Regions from separate parts of the Gossypium hirsutum genome. Here region 1 is linked to region 2. Evidence: chromatin contacts called from public Hi-C data. All regions are on one chromosome and are shown on one strand. Each heading gives the region's core, a stretch centred on a gene start, on an enhancer-like site or on the middle of the called end of the contact. The rest is flanking DNA. Distances are from core to core; before and after follow the strand shown. Region 1 holds the start of LOC107949827 (protein PHYTOCHROME KINASE SUBSTRATE 3). Region 2 holds the start of LOC107949829 (NAP1-related protein 1).

Region 1 (7,487 bases), core at 4,951-7,450, 130 kb before region 2:
ATATTTCTTCGCATCTTTCCTCTCTGCATGCATTAGTGGGTGTTGTTGCATTTTTTTTATAAATCTGATTACGATTGTTTCATCAGTTTCTTGGTAAATCAGAATAGGGTTTCTTGCTGGTTATGAATTTTTTTTTCATTATTTGTTTTCCTGCATTATTTGCTGGTTATGGTTTCGTTTCAACTAACCGATTTCCCTTTTCTCATTACAGGTTCTTTGTTCATTGGTTTCTTCATCGCAGTCGTCCCGATTTGCTCATTACAGGTTAGTTTTACATTTGTATTCATGGTTTTGGGATATGTTTTCCCCGATTGCAGGTTTGGATTGATGTAGCAGATTTTGTTGTTTCTGTTTTGGATGAACACTTTGTTAGAAGTGATAATATAATTATGAAACATGCCTCAGCAATTAGATGTCCCTTTTCGCTGCCATTTAAATCTCAAATAAATAAATGTTGTTGCAGTACTGATATTTCTATTTTCTCACTTAATCAGTTACCTGGTCATCAATTACTCTCAGTCGAATATATTCTTGCCTGTACATTGAGTCATACATAGCTTGTAGGTATCCTTCAATGTACAACTGCAGAAGTTGAAACCTTATCAGTGACCATTAAAGCAAAAGTAAAACAAATAGATTAATAACTTCAAAAAAAATCAGCATCTATTGAGCAGTGAGGCAAAGCAATAACAATCTGAATTCTTACAGACGTAATCACATAAAGACGCTGCTTAATAGCACATGTGTGTTTATCAGGTTCTCTGGTCATGGTTCCGTATCTGACACTCGTTACTAGGTATCCATATCCTCACCATTATTAGTCAATACTGCTTTCATTACTGTAATATGAGACTTGAACAGAACAGTATGATATAGAATTAAGGGTACAAAATTTGAGTATGACACTCGTTACTAGTTATCCTTAGTAATACTTATGCAAATACATGCAAAATGAGACATTGAAACCATCCCATTGAAACCACTTGCTTTTACCCCCTTCAAAATAGAGTCAGATATTTCGGTAACAGCAGTAAAAATTACATTAGAGCCTGCTGTTTTTAGCTGCAGAGTTGGCACAGATATACCAACAATTAGGTAAGTGCAAAGAAAGTAGAAAGAAAATCACATAATTGACTTAAATTTTTCTATCTCTTGATTGTTTCTTCATTTACATGTGGTTTCACTCTGATTTTCCTTATGTTTTGAGATTGATATTGTCTATTGATTTTAAATTTCTCTGCTAAAATATTCGTATTGATAGTGAGCAATGGAAATTGTCTGCTGTTTTCAATTCAGACAGTTTTTTGATATTGTTGCAATGGAAATCGTCTGCAGTTTTCAATGAAATTGTATATATAAAATTAATAATATCTTTATACCATCCTATTTTATGTGTATATAAATTGTAATAAATTATTTTTGTTCTACATACATATCTTCAATTTATATATGTACATACCTATATTTTCATATATATTTCTATAATTTGTATACATATTTATATATTAACACACATTTTAATTTCACGAATGTATATATACTTACATGTTTATTATCTTACAATTTTTTATACCTATATATATATACATATATATATTACTTTTGCAATTTTATTCATTTATTTATTTATATTTTCATTATTATTTTGAATGAATGTTTTAATTTTATTTCCTTATATGCATTGTTATTTAAGCCTACAAATAATGGGCTTAAATCACAATTATTTGTACATGTAAATACAATACTACATTTCAATCTTTTCCAATCATAATTGCAAATACAATACTACTTTTTATCTTATTATTTGTACATGTAAATGAGATAAAAGTTATATATATTTTTACAAAATGATCATTAAATTTAAAATGTTATAAAAGTTTTAAAACTTCAAATTCATTATTAAACCAAATCCTCATTCTTCATTTTATTTGTTTTAAAATTAGAAAGAGTTAATTAAACTAATCATCAATACAAAAACTAATCAATGATCAAACTTTGAACATGCTTTATTAAATCTTCGCATTTCATTATACGAAATTATATTTAAATTTAAATTTAAATTTAAAATGTTCAAACTAATCCATGTTCAAACTTTGAACATGCTTTAATTAACTAAACAATCAGATGCTTCTTCTCAAGCTTCTCGAGGAAGCAAAAGAAAATGGATTCCAGAAGAAGATGCAGCCTTGGTTTCTTGCATGGTGGATTTGCACAATGTAGGAACATTTAATGTTGATACCGGGTTCAAAGCCGGTTATTTGAACGAGCTAGAGAAAATGCTAGAAAAGGCTTTACCAAGAGCAATGTTGAAGGCGAAACCAAATATTGAATCTCGGATTAGTTGCCTAAAAAGGGAATGGTCAGTCGTCTATGACATGCTTAATGGCCAAAACAATAGCGGTTTTGGTTGGGACGAGCATAGGCAGCTCGTTGTTGCTGAAAATACAGTTTGGGAATCCTATGTAAAGGTAAAATGTATTTCAAGTATTTATTTGTGTTTTTACAAAACTTATAACTAATATGAATTAATCATTTTTTTTAGAGTCACAAAGAAGCCTCTCAGTTCAGACATCGTTCTTTTCCTTGCTACAACCAGCTTACTGCCATATACGCAAGAGATCGAGCGACTGGGAAAGACGCTCAAACAGCTGCTGATGTTCTTGAAGAAATACATGCTGAGTATGTACGTACTATAGATATGAATGAAGAGAGAAACACATTCTATGACTGCGAAGCTGACGTCTCTTTAGACGACATGGATGTTTCTAGTACGGATCCGCGAAGAGATAGAGACCAAAGGGGTTCCTCATCTTCAAACAAGAGAAAGAAGAAATTTGATGCTCGTGATAATGTGTATTCTTCATTTGATGAGGCTGCCACTTTGTTGGCCGAAAACATCAAGGCCGTTGGCGATCAAATCAGTAGGAGTATTGCCTCCGAGGTGGTAATTCAGCAGAAGTCAGAAGAACATCAAAAGATGGAAGAGAAAGCTTCAAATTTATATTCAGCCTTATGGTCAATTGAAGGTTTAACCGACGATCAGCGGTATGATGCTTTGAGTAAAATTCCCGATCATCCAACTCAAATGATCGTTTTCTTTAGTTTACCTTCTGTTGCCCGATTGGAATGGGTCAGAAGATTTCTTTCTCACCATTAAATATCAATGTTCAAACTTTTTGATGTTGTAAAACTATATAACATATGGATTATGATGTACAATTTCATTTTCATCTAACCTTTTCTTAATATAAGTTAATTATGTTTATGTAGAATATAATTCTCAAGTTATATATTGATTTTAGTAAATTCATATAAGAACATTTTATTATTAAGAATTTTATGAAATTATATATCACTATTAAATTATATTTAATATTAATTATTTTAAATTGTATAAATTCATATAAGAAAATTTATTATCAAGAATTTTATGAAATTATATATTATTATTAAATTATATGTAATAATTATTATTTTAAATTATACAAATTCATAAAATATAATTTATTAGTTATAATTATTTTAAATTTTATTAAATCATATATTTTAATTAAAATATATTTAATATTAATTATTTCGAATTTTCTTTTATAGTATCATATATTATGATTTGAGTAAATTCATATAAGAATATTAATTATTAAGAATTTTATTAAATTATATATTTTAATTATAATATATTTAATAATAATTATTTTAATTTATATTTTACAGTATCATATATTATTATTTGAGTAAATTCATATAAGAATATTAATTATTAAGAATTTTATTAAATTATATATTTTAATTATAATATATTTAATAATAATTATTTTAATTTATATTTTACAGTATCATATATTATGATTTGAGTAAATTCATATAAGAATATTAATTATTAAGAATTTTATTAAATTATATATTTTAATTAAAATATATTTAATAATAATTATGTTTAAATATGATTAAATTATTTATTATTGATATTAATAATCTTATTAAAATTTAAATAACAATAACAATAATAATTTACCAAAACAAATTTTTGCTAATTATTAAGAATTTTATTAAATTATATATTTTAATTAAAATATGTTTAATAATAATTATGTTTAAATATGATTAAATTATTTATTATTGATAATAATAATCTTATTAAAATTTAAATAACAATAACAATAATCATTTACCAAAACAAATTTATGCTAAGGGTATTCTAGTCATTTTAGTTTTTTCCATTATGCTATTACACCTCTATTCCATTCAACCAAACACAAGATTATTATTACGCCTCTATTCCATTACATTCAACCAAACAGTTGATTTGCTATTACACCTCTATTTCATTACGCCTCTATTCCATTACATTCAACCAAACAGTTGATTTTTTATTACACCTCTATTCCATTACACTTATAACCCAATAAAGCGAACCAAACGTGGTGTAAGTCAAATTTTAAAGCAATCTCAATTGGATCAGAAAGCTTACCTGGACTTTCGTGTGTGGGCCTTGAATGGGTTCTTATTTCTATTAATCCTGGTCCGTTGCCCTCCATCACATCAACGTTACCAACAGGCCCATAAGACTGGCCTACTTTGCTTAAAACAGGCTACTCCTTAGCCGATTCCCCCATTTGTGAAAGTGACTTTTTTTTTTTTTAAATTTTCCTATATGGGACATGACCCACGAAAATTCCTCCATTATCGCTCCATTCATGCCATCTCCAATCTTCGACAAAACATTAAATCAGAAGCCCATCCCTTGTTTAGGCAATATTTTTGTTGTTAGATTCTCATTACCCCTTGAATTCTTCCGAGATTTTCTTTCAACGAACATCCATGGTCCAAACGATTCCGGCGACTCCTTCATCTTCTCCTTCTCCGGTAAGTCCACTATGACTGCTTCTTTGGCCATTTCACCATCCATCACAGTTTCTTTGGAAGGGAAAAGATCACGCACGTGGCTATATCGGCCACACAAAAAGCAAACCGCCAGCAGCAACTCGTATTCAACGCGTTGCACCATGCCGTTGATCAAAACATGTGGTATGAGCGGTTTGTTTAGATTGATAAAAAGTCAAGTTTAGTCACCTTACCAATTAGACTGCCGATTTCTTCCAAAATTTTCCTCTTATAAAAGACCCCCGGTAAACTAGGAAAACGAACCCAAGCCATGACATGATTCGGGAACGGCTGAAGGGGATTGAAATCTGGACTCCACGGTTGAACCGTGAGGTATTGTCCAAAGACAGTCCACGGCCCCTGAGTGAGCGCCTTTTCATAATCGTCCTTACTCTGAAATTTGACTAGATAATAGTCATTCTCAACGTGATGTGAAGGCTTCCAGAGACTTAAGGATTCGATTTTGCAGTGTGGAATAGGCTAAATTACATCCCAACAATTTCACCACCACCGTGGTTGCCATGTCTCTAATCAAAATCTGTTGGATTCTCTTAGAGAAGTTGGTCGTGGGAACTCCATTAATCGTAGTCTTCGTGACATCGCCCTCTAATAACTCAAGATCCTCCTCTCCGGTAGAGCCATGATTTCCCCTTCTCAGCCATTTATCTTTCCATGACTCCAGCGGCATTGGAGTCGAATCCACAGCCATAAAACTTTCAATGTTTGTTGTGGGATCCTTAAAACGAACATTTTTTTTTGTATTAAGATCTTCATTTGAAATACCCAATCAAGTTTTCCGACATGATAAAAAGAAAATGAGAAAATATTGTTAGGCTGCTAGTGGAGTTTAGATTCTATAATCAAAATTAGAGGATGACAAGTGTTCTAAAGAAAGAGACTTGTAGAACAAAAAAAAAAAAAACTCAAATATTAACATTTCATATATATATATAAAACATCAAATAATATTGATACACTCGTACAAACTTGAAAGTCCGTAAAAATTTTAACAAAAATATTATATTAAAAAAATTCAAGGCTTAGTGCAACTTTATTTGTTTTCTAAATTTATGATATATTAGATTGAGTTGTTTTTACATATTATGTTAAAATTAAATATATTATAATATATAATAATAATTACCCAACTATTTTACCATCCAGGGCATATCAATGTGCCATGGGTCTTGGCTTGTAGGTTAAATTATACCATTATAACTTTAGTCTCTTTTAAATAGTAATAATTCAATATATTCCCTTTAAACCTCTAGAATTTTTTTTTCCAATTTTATTTCGACCCATCCCACAATTCTGTCTTTGCTCGTAGATGAAATGAAGGAGCTTATCGAAGTAAAAAGTTTTCTGACGTGAAAGAAATAGAATACAAGAATGGCAGATGATGAGGATAATATTCCTGTGTCCTATTTACAACATCGACGGAGTGATGGAATTATAAACAGTCAAATGAGGAAGCTCTTGACTGTCAAATATTTAATCCCTGAAAATACAGTTGCGCTTCTATATCTATAGAGGCCTGCATTAGTACAATCATTGGTGGGTGACCTCAAACTGCAGCCATGTTCCACTTGTCACCACACCATCCATATATACCAATTATCATCAACTATTGGTGCATAATGTCGAAAACTAAATGAAAGATAATTCCCCCATGTCATTAAATTGGTTCAAATATATAATCTACGAGATGATTTGTTAATCCATGCCCCACCTCATTAAAACATGGAACGTTGCAGCCCTACCCCTACCCCTGCCCCTGTGCCTCTACATATACATAATTCATGCCAACTGATCTGCCGGTCCTTCCTCGAATCTTGAATTGCATAAATCAACCGAGTTAAATCCGGTGTGTCCTCGTCCTATAAACTTTCGTTTAGAGTTTTCCTATGGAGCCTGCGAATCAGCATCCGGAACCAAGAGATGAGATCGAAGAGGGTGAAATCGGTGTCTTCGGTGCCGAAAAATACTTCAACATGGAGCTCGATGATGGTGAGTGTCCCAAGCTTTATGACAAGTATTCGAACCAAATCGATCTTCATCATATGACTCTTAGTGCAAGTTCAGAAACCAGTTGGAACATCCAATCTGTTTCGTTACCGAATTTTACAAGGAGTCGATCCGAAAACAGGCGAACCAAGGTCGATGGAAGGAGCTTTTTCTCCAGTCTTGGTAGCAGCGGGTCCTCTTCAGATGGGAAATCTGTTTATCTCAATCAAAACGTTGTTCATGGAAAGGATTACAGCAAAGAACACATTCGAACCGATCACAGGCCTATAGACATGGACGGAACGAAGCTGGTTCAAGCAAATTTTAAGGTGGAAGATGAGTTTGACACCCAGAGTTTCGATCCACGAAAATCCCTGGAAGTGTTCGGATCCAGTGGTATGAACAAAGGAGACATAGCCAAGAACCTTGAGAGGAAACTGTGTATGTTAACATGGGATGCCTTTCCAAATGCCCCAACCATTTCATCTATATACAAAAGCAGGCTTCTAGGGGATGATGATGATGAACATAGTGAAGGTAGCTCAGATCTCTTTGAGATAGGCAACATATTAGGCGATGGTGAGATGACCCCATATGCA
Region 2 (6,466 bases), core at 3,742-6,241:
GGATCGAGTCACAATGGACTTTGTGTCCGGACTGCCATTGTCAGCAAGTAAGAAAGATGCGATTTGGGTTGTTGTCGATAGACTGACTAAGTCGGCTCACTTTATCCCCGTGCGTACGGATTTTTCATTGGATAAACTAGCTGAATTGTACGTTTCTCAGATTGTGAGATTACACGGGGTACCTATTTCTATCGTGTTGGATAGAGATCCGAGATTCACCTCACGATTTTGGAAGAAATTGCAAGAAGCTTTGGGTACCAAGCTGCATTTTAGCACTGCTTTTCACCCCCAAACCGATGGTCAATCCGAGCGGATAATTCAGATACTTGAGGATATGTTGAGATGTTGCATCCTCGAGTTCAGTAGTTCATGGGAACGGTATTTACCTTTGATTGAATTCGCTTACAACAATAGTTTTCAATCAAGTATTAAGATGGCACCTTACGAGGCTTTGTACGGTCGTAAATGCCGTACACCATTGTTTTGGACCGAGCTCGGTGAAAGTAAAATTTTCGGAGTTGATTTGATTAAAGATGCCGAACAGAAAGTAAAGGTAATCCGTGAAAGTCTGAAGGCAGCCACAGATCGTCAAAAATCGTATGTGGATTTGAAACGAAAAGACATTGAATATCAGGTGGGAGATAAAGTGTTTCTTAAAGTTTCGCCTTGGAAAAAGGTACTCAGATTTGGCCGTAAGGGCAAGTTGAGCCCGAGATTCATTGGGCCGTACGAAATCTCCGAACGAGTTGGTCCGGTTGCGTATAGATTGATTTTGCCCCCTGAACTTGAAAAGATTCACGATGTCCTTCATGTTTCGATGCTTCGACGTTATAGATCCGATCCGTCACATGTGATTAATCCCTCAGAAGTTGAAATTCAATCTGACTTGAGTTATGAAGAAGAACCGATTTGTATCCTAGCTCGTGAAGTGAAAGAGTTGCGAAAAAAAAGGGTTCCGTTAGTTAAGGTGTTATGGCTCAAACACTGGATCGAAGAAGCTACTTGGGAAACCGAGAGCTCGATGAAAGAACGATACCCAAACCTATTTACCGGTAAGATTTTCGGGGACGAAAATTTCTTAAGTGGGGGAGAGTTGTGACAGCCCACAATTGACCCTAGTCGGGAAGTGGTTTCGAGACCGCTAAACCGAGTCACCGAAATGTTTGAATATGATATTTATTGTCTAGAATATGTAATTATGAATGTGTGAAATTTTCAAGCTTCGATTTAGTCGATTGCATGTGAGTTTTAGTAAATAGGACTTATGTGAGAAAATTTTGAAATGTGATAGGTCAAAGCATAAGGACCTATTAGTGCTTGTTGAAAAAGGGGGGACTTGCATGTCAATTTCCCCCCTCTATTAGTAGTGGCCGGCCATGACAAGTATGGTAGACCAAGTGTGATGGGCAAGACATGTCATAGACATGTTGTGTTGGTGCATCATGGGTGGAAACAATAAAATAATGAGCATGGTAATTAAATAATGAAAGGGAGGAGTGATGAAAAAAAAAGAATGGTCGCATCCATGCCCCCCCTTTTGCCGTGAGTTAAAGAAAAGAAAAGAAAAAAATTTTGTTCATCCTTTTTCATCTTCTTTTGGCCGAAAATTCTAAGGAAGGAGGAAGGAGTTCTTGCTTCATGTTTGGTTTGGAAGAGGATTAGGAGGAGGTTTGGCCATACTTGTATCTAGATTAAGGTATGTTTGAGGTTGTGCCATGAGATTCATGCATGTTTTTAGTTGCTAGCTTGAGTTCTAATTAGCCCATGGTTCAAATCTTTGCTATGTCATGGGAATGATATTCGGCCTAGGTGGATTTTGTGTTAATGCCATTGCATGCTAAATATGAAGCTTGTTAATGATGCATGTGATGGTGGATTGATGATTCTTGAATCTTCTTTTTAGCATTTTTGAGTGAGACATTAAGTTCTTTGTTTAACCATGACCAAAAATTGAAATGGTATGGTGTTGTGATGCATTCGGCCATGGTAGGAAGTAGAAGGGAAAAATATGGTTGTTGTTAGATGAAGTAGAGTCTAACGAATGAGCACATATGTGCATTAGTTGCTAGATGGAGAAGAATCGGCTAGCAAGTTGTGTGCTAAGGCCGAATATAATTTTTGTATATTAATGAGTAATGCATGTGTTAAATTGATGGAAAGGGAGAGGATGCTTTACTAGTGTATATATGTGTGTATTAGCCAAGTTTTGAACTTGAAACAAAATGGTGTTTAGTCAATACAAGTGACCATACTTGTAGAATGTATTAAGTGTTGCAATCGGCCCTAACATAGACATGCATATTCGGCCATAGGAAGAAGATTGGTGTTGCATGTATTCGGTTAGAGGCAAGAATATTGATGCTTTTGTCTTGGCTTAGAAAATTCGGCCAAGGGGAAAATTAGCTAAAATGTTGAGTTTGATTCATGATTCCGTACATATGTGACTTTAATGTCTAATGTATAAATATGGGCTAAGTGCCTTGTGTTCCTCTTTTCGATGCTCAAATGATTAAATCAATTTATTTGTTTAATTAAGCTCAAGAGCAAAGGGGAACTAAATCCGATAAAGGGAAGGAAAAAGTGGTCGAATAGCTATCGGAATCGTTCGAAAACATCCGAGGTAAGTTCTTGAGTAAAAGAGCTTAAATTATGATTTGATTAGATCATGTTTTAAGCAAATCAAAATCATGCTCTTTGTGTGTGGCTATTGAGCCGAAATTGCAAGAATGATAAGAGTCTTGTGTTTGAGTTTTGCTAACGAAAATGAAATACGAATGTGCCATGATTTATTGTTAAATGTGCATGGTTATTTGAATGATGTCCGGGCTAAGTCTCGAAGGCTTTGTGCTATATCCGGACTAAGATCCGAAGGCATTTGTACGAGTTACTAAATCCGGACTAAGATCCGAAGGCATTTGTGCAAGTTACTAAATCCGGGTTAAGTCCCGAAGGCATTTGTGCGAGTTACTAAATCCGGGTTAAGTCCCAAAGGCATTTGTGCGAGTTACTAAATCCGGGTTAAGTCCCGAAGGCATTTGTGCGAGTTACTATAACCGGGCTATGTCCCGAAGGCATTTGAACGAGTAGCTATATCCGGTTAAATTCCGAAGGTACGTGATTTGGGAATGAATGATCTTGCTGTAAAAATTTCAGTTAATACGCTTGAAACATCCCAACATTGAGGTATGTTTCGTATGTGCTTTGAATTAGTTGAGCCCTTACAAATAAGTATTCGCTCAGTTGATAAATGAGCTACCGGCCTTTGGCTAAGTTGATCTTTGTGTATGAATAAAAGGGTTGGTAATGTGAAGTAAGTATGATATTGAAAAATTGTGCATATGAAATTATCCATTTAGCTACATGAATGCTATACTTTTGTTGTGCTGGAATCCCTTGCTCAAAACTTACTAAGCATAAATTGCTTACTCCGTCTCCTTGATTCTCTGTTTTATAGATTTTGGTTCTCCAGCTATCGGACTCGGGATTTTGAAGTCGAAGTCGCCCACACTATCAAAGCCCCCTTTTGGTACAATTTTGGTTGAACTTCGAAATGGCATGTATAGGACTACCCTTTTGTTGTGGGTCATGGACCCTTTGGACTTGTATAATTTTGGATAGCCATGCGAAAATGGCTTATATATGTTTGAGTATAATGTTATAATCATTTGGTATGAATATGGTTATTGAGAGGTGTGGATATGCTTAACAAGGATTGGCCATGGGAATGGTTAATCACTATCATAAATTGTGCTATTTATGCTAAAAGGGCTAGTTGAATCATGGAAACTATGAAATAGGTAAAGTCTACCTTAAAGGCAGATGCTGACAGCAGCAGTGATGTAGATTTGGAAAATCACTAAAAATAGTAGGAATGAAATTAAATAGTGAATAAATTATGTAAACGAACCTTGATGAATCTATTTTCATAGGAAAGTAACGAAACGATCATATGGACAGTATGTTAAGAGATATTCAGGTTCTCGTAAGACAGGGCCAGAACGGTTTCTGGATTCCTTGTTTCGACTTTGGAAATTCATTATAAATTAACCAGAGATAATTAGGAGTCATGCCATATATGTATAGATTCCTCTTTGAGTCTAGTTTCTATAGAAACAAACGACATCAGTATTGAAGCCCTGTACAGGGAGATATCCAAGTCGTAATGCGCAAAGGTCAGTGTAGTCGATCCCTGTAACATGGGAGACTTTGACTAATAAACTGTACTAATTGGCCCAACCAAAAATTCTAGAAAAAAATATGTAGATGGGCATATTAGTCTAGTTTCAGGGAAAATTTACGGAACTGGATTCCAAGTTTCTGAACTCAAGATATGATTTTTAAAGCGACTAGTACGCAGATTGGCAGTGTCTGGGAATTTTTTTTTATAAGTGGTTTAAAGTCTGTTAACACCTCGTGTTCGACTCCGGTGACGGTCTCGGGTTCGGGGTGTTACAGTACTAATTAGGTCTTTTAGTGTTTAGGTTAGAATAGATCTAGCACTCGCCTCCCTTGGGTACGATCCTAGGAGTACTTACCTACTTTGTTGTAACACTATGTTACAACTCGATTTTTAATTGATTAAAGGAGCAGAGAAGAAAAGATGACACGAAAAGTTGAGAATGCGAAAAAGGCAATGTTCTAGAGATTTTTTTCCTCAAAAATAGAATTGGTATAATTAGCTTTAAGTCCCTTGAATTACTTGAATACAAAAATAACTTTACGTACAATGACACATGAAATCTTATCATTGGATCACGTGCTTCAATAGGTTAAAAATTATCACTGTTTATCAAATGTAAAAATAATTTTTTTGAAAAATTTAGGTACCACATTAGAAGATTTGTCTAAATTTACATCCCAAATGTTATCCTTATAATTCTTAATTTAAATATAATAATAAAATATAAAGATTTGAAAGGTTAAAATTAAATAAAAATAAAGTGGCATTAGTTTTTTTTTATATTTATACAAAGATATCAAAGTTTGTAATGTAAACTAACCAACCAACCTTATCTATGGACACAATGGGTTGAAGTACTACCTACCGCAAGGCACGCAGAAAGATTCTGTTTCCGAACATCAGAACTCAAAAATATCCGAATCCATCCTTGAATTACCCTTACTACCCTCAACATCTCACAATTAAATGACCTTAGTAGCCTCATTACAGGTGTCAGCTCCCAACTGAACAGATATAAACTCCCAAAACCCTAGCATTCTCTACTCTTTCTCTCTCACTCACTCACTCACTCACTCGCTTTTGTCCCCGTAGATATCAGAGGGAAAACACAAGAAAAACAGAACTAGGGTTTTAAAGAGAAAGGGAGCAAAAGTGAGAGAGAGGAGAGAAGAGGCAGAAATTTTTAGGATTAGGGTTTTATTATATTGTTCTCTAGGGTTTAGAAAATGGTGGCCGACAAAGGAAAGAAGATGAAAGTAGCAGAGAAAGTAGAGGAAGAGAACCATGATCAAATAGATGGAGACCTCGTCATTTCCATCGAGAAGCTTCAAGAGATCCAAGGCGAGCTTGAGAAGGTCCATTTTTATCTACATGCCGCTTTTTCATTTATATAATGCGTGTATATGCTGATTTCCTTTTTCTTCTCATTTCTCCCTTGTTTAAGGTGTATGAGCTGGAAAATTAGCAAATTTTAGAATTTTTTAAATAAAAAATTTGGATTTCCTTGTGTTTTTTTATGGTATAATGTTAATTGAATGATGTTTTAAGTGTCAAAGTATTGTATTTGCTGTAATTTCAATTGCGGGTCGATGAAATAAATGTTTAAAATTTACTGCTCTGGTCGTTAATATTTGTACTTTATCGGCTTTGTATGCTGTTTTTATGTTGGGTTCATCTGAATTATTGTGCTAAGCTTTGTTTTATATGTATATTTATTTGGTGATCTAATGTTGATTGTTAATTCTTGCATCTGATCATCTTTGTAGTATGATTGAGTCCTTTAATGTTTTCTTCCGTGTATCTAAGTGTCCCCTAGCTTTGTTAAGCACAATTTTGATTTCTTCTTTTATTTGTGAAGTTACTTTGGATTATTATGTCTTATTGCGAGGCAGGTGATTTAATGTGGCTATGCTTGCATACAAGCGTACAGATGAAGTGGTAAATGTCACATGTGGTGTTTCTGATTGTAAGCTTTTCGGTTCTGTTTTTTTGGTTGTAGATCAATGAAGAGGCAAGTGAGAAAGTCTTGGAAGTGGAGCAGAAATACAATGAAGTTCGCAAACCGGTCTATGATAAGCGGAATGAAATCATCAATTCAATTCCTGATTTCTGGTTAACAGCTGTAAGTTATTCTGTTCTTCCGTTCTTAATATGGTGAACAATTTGTTAAATTTGTTTACATGTTCAGAAGAATGTATTAAATTGACTTGCATTCTTCATGTGCAGTTCTTGAGCCATCCTGCTCTTGGTGATCTTTTGACTGAAGAGGATCAGAAGGTTTAATGT

What was found. A called contact is a pair of places that touch in the nucleus more often than the background predicts.
Region 1: a contact with region 2 is called in a Hi-C map of leaf, with 2.1 times the contacts expected there. The contact joins the promoter of LOC107949827 here to the promoter of LOC107949829 in region 2. A contact is called at or near these places in 4 of 34 Hi-C or Micro-C datasets (hypocotyl, leaf and petal).

The regions. Positions count from the first base shown.
Region 1 is chrD03:38,035,808-38,043,294 of Gossypium_hirsutum_v2.1, reverse strand. LOC107949827 (protein PHYTOCHROME KINASE SUBSTRATE 3) reads left to right here and starts at 6,200. Exons shown (of 2, transcript XM_041090065.1): 1 at 6,200-7,487. The coding sequence starts at 6,789. LOC107949826 reads left to right here. Exons shown (of 3, transcript XM_041089889.1): 1 at 1-264; 2 at 2,125-2,462; 3 at 2,697-2,702. The coding sequence starts at 123. The coding sequence ends at 2,702.
Region 2 is chrD03:37,901,871-37,908,336 of Gossypium_hirsutum_v2.1, reverse strand. It overlaps LOC107949829 (NAP1-related protein 1), which reads left to right and starts at 4,991. Exons shown (of 10, transcript XM_016884601.2): 1 at 4,991-5,535; 2 at 6,180-6,302; 3 at 6,407-6,457. The coding sequence starts at 5,407.